Regions from separate parts of the Oryctolagus cuniculus genome. Here region 2 is linked to region 1. The links are chromatin contacts, called in public Hi-C maps. All regions are on one chromosome and are shown on one strand. Each heading gives the region's core, a stretch centred on a gene start, on an enhancer-like site or on the middle of the called end of the contact. The rest is flanking DNA. Distances are from core to core; before and after follow the strand shown.

Region 1 (2,700 bases), core at 160-2,659:
CCCACCCTTTGCAGGAAAAAGCCAGAGAGTCGTTCCCCGCCCCCAACACACACGCGCGCGCGTGCACACGCACACACAATCTTCACAACCCTTCCCAGAGAAAACCTGGAGTGGGGTGTGTGCGTCTCCAGGGGAGGGTGAGCCCGCGCCACACAGTTATTCAGGGGGTCCCCGATCTTGCCTTCGGCCAGGGAGCTCAGTTTAGGGGCCCCGGCCAGGTTGCCCTGGGAACTTCTGCCTGGCACCCCCAGGGAGGGCCAAGGGGAGGCATGCACAGCCTCACCAGCTCCGAACAAGCCCGATTCGTAACTAATTTGTGCAGACTGCCCGACTCCAGGTAGACCTGACAGCCAAGGAGGAAGAAAAGGGGGGCCTTGCCCCCGATTTCCCAGGCCGTGGGACTCCTTCCTACGGCCAGGTAGTCCCCATCCCGTGCCCGGGGGAATCAGGTGTCCGCCTCCGCCGGTCCGAGACACTCAGTCCAGGGACACACAATGGAAAAACTTGAAGCCGAGGCCTTGAAGCCCCCAGGGGAACGAGACGTGCCGCCCCCTGGGACAATGAGCCGGGAGGTGGCAGGGGGGAACAGGGCTCCCCGCGAGAAGCCGCCCGCCCGGTGACCCAGCCGGGCCCGCAGCAGCGACCCCGGGCGAGCAGGTGCCACTCGGGCCGCGGAGCTCCCGCAGGTGGCCGGCGGCCGCGGCGCAGGCACGGGCGCCGGCGGGAGGCGAGGTCTGCGCGCGGCGGTGGCCGCAGCCGCGCCCCCGGCGTCCTACCTTCATGTCGCTGATGATGGTCTGGAAGAGGCCTCCGAGCGCGCTGCATTCCTTCTCAATCACAGCCTCCATTTTCCCGGCGCCGGCTAGCAGAGGACACACTGGCGGGGCGGCTGCTCACCGCGGGGAACTGCGCCCTCCGAGCGACCCACCTCCACCTCGCGGCCGCTCCTGCAGAGGCGACGGAGCGCACGAGGCCGCCTGTTCTCGGCCCCAAATAATAACGAGAATCTTAAAACGCCAAAGCGCCCCGCGGGGAGACTCGCCTACATGCAGCGCTGGGCTCCCGGCCTTGAAAATGCCCGGAGCAGACTGACAATCAGGCCACCGCTGGTGCCCACGACGGAAACGGCAAAGCCCATCTTGGTGCAGAGAAAAGCGCCCGCTGACTCGGGGCCAGCGCCCTTTCAAAACGAAAGCGTTTTCAGATGGAATCAAAAATAGGTTTTGAAATTTAAAAAACAAAAGAGGGAGAAATCGCCCTCCCAACAGCCGCGCGCGGGTCCGCTCGGGGCGCCCGGATCTGTTGCTCGCAGCCGCGGCCGCCGCCTCCTTTTCACTCCTGCGCGCCCGGCCCCACGCTCGCTCTGGCTGGGCTCCCGGGGACGGTCGGAGGGGCGCGCGCGCGCTCGCGGCTGTGCGTCCGCCGCGCGGGGGCGCGAGGAGGACGCGCGCTCGTGGCCGTCGCGCGCGGGCGGGGCTGGGAGCGCGCGCGCGCGCGCCGCAGAGAGCGGGGCGGAGAGCAGGCGGGTGGCGCCGGGCGCGAAGCGTCCCTTCAGGCGCGCCTCAGCACCTTCCTCCCCGGGCGCCTGTTGCGGCGCGGAGAGGCGTGTCAGCCCTTCGCCGGCCGAAGGCCCACCATGGCTGCGGCCGCTCTCTGGGGACTGGCAGGGGGTGGCCCGCAGAGCCCTGCGCCCGGCGGGGCGGGAGAGCCGCAGCTGCGAGCGCAGCCTTCTGGGGAGAGGCCGGTCCTGCGATGTCCATTACGGCGCCGCCCGTGGCCAAACAGCTGAATCGGGAGCGTTCGGGGGCGTTTCCTGCAGTGGGCTGCGGAGTTCGATAAAGTTGCAGGATGCGGGGGCAGCGGATTGCTCTGCTGGTGCTAGCGGAATGGGAAGGGCGTTGGGGCTCCAGCCTCCGGTTCGTCAGGCTCCGGGGGTTGCCGTGTGCCTTGGAGGTCGCAGGGTCGTCAGGCCCGCGGTGGGACCGTGAAGAGCGCTCTTGGGAGGTTTCACCTGGGAAGAACGCGAGCGCGCCCGGGGTGGGTTTGGACCCTGGTGGTTCTTTTTCACACAGCTCGCTCGCCTGAACTGCCTCGCCAGGATCGCTCATTTAGATGAACGTCAGACGGGCGGCTTTTAAAAGATCTTAAAAGCCAAGCACGCACCTGGACTGTTTTTACATCCCCACCCCCACCCCACCCCACCCCACCCCGGAAGCGCGAACCATCACAAAAGAATAATCCTGCCGTTGTGGGGGGGGGGGAGTGGCTGAAGAAGCCGAATGCAGAATGCTATACACGTGGGGCTCATTCACTCGGTGACAAGACAAGGCCTAACTGAACACTGCACGGATTCCAGAGAGAGGTCCTCCAGGTCTACTCTGCCCAACTCTTAATTCTGAGCCCCCCCCCTTCTCCACTCGTCTCCCCCAAATCCCTAGGAAGGGTGTTCCTGCCGGAGACAGTCCCCAAAGACATTAGCGTGCACAGGCTCCTCTTCGCCTTGCCATAGCTGTGCTTGACACTGCTCTCTCAGTCATTGCCATAATTGTGAAATGGACCCTGTCGATAGTATCATGATCAAGATGACTGCTCGCAGAGCCGGACTGCCTGGGTTCAGACTCCGGTTTACAACCTACTCCACGGCCTTGAGAAGTTGCTTAATCCTTCCGGGCCTCAGATTGCTGTCAGTGGGTATCGTGA
Region 2 (2,786 bases), core at 196-2,695, 220 kb after region 1:
ATTTCTATATACAGTTTGACTCCAAAGACAGTATATTAAAAACTTATATGCACATGAGCAAAGATAGGAGATAACAATAAGGAAATAATACTCAAGACAATTGAAGGCATTTTGAGTGTAATTTTTTTTCCTGGACTTTCTCATGGTTTTAGCAGTAAAGACATAGCTCAATTTTAAAATGTGCCTTTTTAATTTATTTGTTTGAAAGGCAGAAAGAGTATGAGAAAGAGAAAGAGATCTTCCATCTGCTGGTTCACTCCCCACATGACTGCAACAGCCAGGGTTGGGTCACACTGAAGCTGGGAGCCTGGAGCTCCATCCAGGACTCCCATGCAGATGGCAGGTGCTTGGGTGTACCAATACAGGATGCTGACATTGCAGGCACAGTTTAGTTCATTGTACCACAACACTATGTCGAATGTGCTTTCTGTGTGGTCAGACTTAGGAACAGCTCCCTGCCCAGGGACCCCAGTGTGAACTCCCTCTGGTGAGCTGATGGGATGGTCTTCAGTTTCTTTATGTCTCTTGCTTTCCAGCACTCCACAAGGGAGACTTTGGCTGGCTGCGTAGCTCCCAAATCACTCGTCATAGTTTCTAGAGTATCTTTTTTTTTTTTAAAGGAGAGGCAGAGACAGAGAGAGAGAGGTTTTTTTGTTTGTTTGTTTGTTTGTTTGTTTTTTTCCAGACAGGCAGAGTGGACAGTGAGAGAGAGAAACAGAAAGGTCTTCCTTTGCCATTGGTTCACCCTCCAATGGCCGCCACGGCGGGCGCATCGCACTGATCCGAAGGCAGGAGCCAGGTGCTTCTCCTGGTCTCCCATGGGGTGCAGGGCCCAAGCACCTGGGCCATCCTCCACTGCACTCCCTGGCCACAGCAGAGAGCTGGCCTGGAAGAGGGGCAACTGGGACAGAATCCGGCGCCCCGATTGGGACTAGAACCCGGTGTGCTGGCGCTGCAGGCGGAGGATTAGCCTGTTGAGCCGCGGCGCCGGCCTAGAGTATCTTTAATACCTGGAACGCTTAGCCTGGAGCAGCAGGGTCTGGGCCTTTCCAGTGAAGTACACAGAAAGACGTCATTTGCCTTTTCACATCCTCAGGACAAGCACAAGCACCCATTACTCTGGATTCCATGTCTCCTTCTTGAGGGATTTTGATCTTAGCTGGTGCACAAGGTTGGACTGAATCCACTCAGAGCTCACCTTTCTCCAGGAGTGAACCCATAGTCACCTTTCTCTCTGCTTCCTTTTACTCTAAGGATGTAATTTTGGCAAAGTGTCTACTTGTGCCTTGGAAATAGCTTCAACTTGTTTTTATATTGATTTTCAGTGCTGGAAGCTAATCAGTGATGTCCTATGTGACTAAGAGAGGACAGTTATTCCCTAGCCCATTGAATTATGAGTACCTTTTGGAAATGCAGCAAAAATGCATTCCGACAGATGCCTTTGGGTTGCTTGATGCCTAGGCAAGTAGTCATAGAGGGCGGGTTCAGCAAGGTGGTGCCTGTCCTGGGACATAGCTTTACTATTCTGGAAACAGAGACCCACCAGGCAGGGCACAGCACACCCAACACAAGCAATTGCAGTTACCGAGTCATAAGATAGCCTTAGGACACTGATGAGCTTGTGAGCTTTCAGGGGCAGGCAAATATGCTTCAGAGTTCGAAGAATCCAACTTTCAGAAGTGTCAGTTGCTTCATTATATAGGTCAGGAAGGAGCTGGACTTACACACTGAGATTATAGGGTTGACAATACAGTTCTCAGAAGAGCCCATAGCGTTCTGCCCAGGGTCACGCTGTTGAAAGATTGACTGAGAAATTCTGGGAAGCAAATTTGGCTACTCCGTGCTTAGTCTTCTCCTCATCATATCTGAGGCTTGAATGAAATAATAATAATAGAAAATATTATGTAGCATATGTTTCATCGGTCAGGCACTGTTTTTTAAATTTTATTTGTATGTATCTCATAAATACAACATTAGGAACATAGTAATTCTTCCCACTGTATCCGCCCTCCCACCCACTCCCCTTCTTTCATCCTCCCTCTCCTGTTTAGTCCAAGAAAGAAAGAAAAAAAACAGAAAAAAGAAATAATGGAATAAAAAAACTAAGAGAACTGTTCAACAGTCTAGACATAGGCAGTTCTATTGCTTCTCAAAGGTGATTTCACTTTTTTTCCCCCTTCCCCTCTTCTCCCCATTCTTTCCTTTTAGAAACTTAATTGTTTTTAAAGCAGAATCCAAGGATGATACATATTTTGTGAGATCTTAGACATAACTAAAACTTATGAGACATAATAATATCCTCCATTTAATACACTAAAAGGGAGTGATTCTTGAGAACAAGTTTTACTATTAAGTCTCATGATACAACTCTGGGGACAGAGTTCCTTCATGGGAAGTTAGTACACAGTGACTCTTGTTGTTTATTTAGCAAATAACACTCTTATGTATGATGTCAGTGATCACCCAAGGCTCTTGACATGAGGTGCCTCAGCTATGGAAGCCTTTTGGATCCAGTACCTCAATCAGGTCAAAAGCAAAGTGGAAGTTCTCTCCTCACTTCAGAGAAAAGTACATCCTTCTTTGGTGGCCACTTCTTTACACTGGCATCTCACCCACAGAAGTCCTTTATGCAGGACATTTTTTTCCAGAGCGTCTCAGCTTTCCATGCTGAAATGGCCCCCTGGGCTTTCCAGCCAAATCAGAATGCCTTAAGGGCTGCTTCTGAGTTCAGAGTACTACTTAAAGCAATTGTTATTCTATGAGTCTGTTATATGGACTGCTTCCCA

What was found. Hi-C and Micro-C count contacts between places; a contact is called where the count stands out from the background.
Region 2: a contact with region 1 is called in a Hi-C map of an unstated tissue, with 2.7 times the contacts expected there. The contact joins the enhancer-like site here to the promoter of MTSS1 in region 1. A contact is called at or near these places in 2 of 6 Hi-C or Micro-C datasets (ear pinna and an unstated tissue).

Annotation. Positions count from the first base shown.
Region 1 is chr6:150,373,248-150,375,947 of mOryCun1.1, forward strand. MTSS1 (MTSS I-BAR domain containing 1) reads right to left here and starts at 1,410. Exons shown (of 13, transcript XM_051844799.2): 1 at 777-1,410. The coding sequence starts at 848.
Region 2 is chr6:150,592,731-150,595,516 of mOryCun1.1, forward strand. LOC138849983 (a long non-coding RNA gene) reads left to right here. Exons shown (of 2, transcript XR_011389330.1): 2 at 1-2,786. Among named protein-coding and RNA genes, the nearest start is that of ZNF572, 26 kb to the right of the region's middle. Within about 2 kb of position 1,446, at least 1 of the 8 cell types and tissues checked has an H3K27ac peak or open chromatin away from gene starts, as enhancers often do.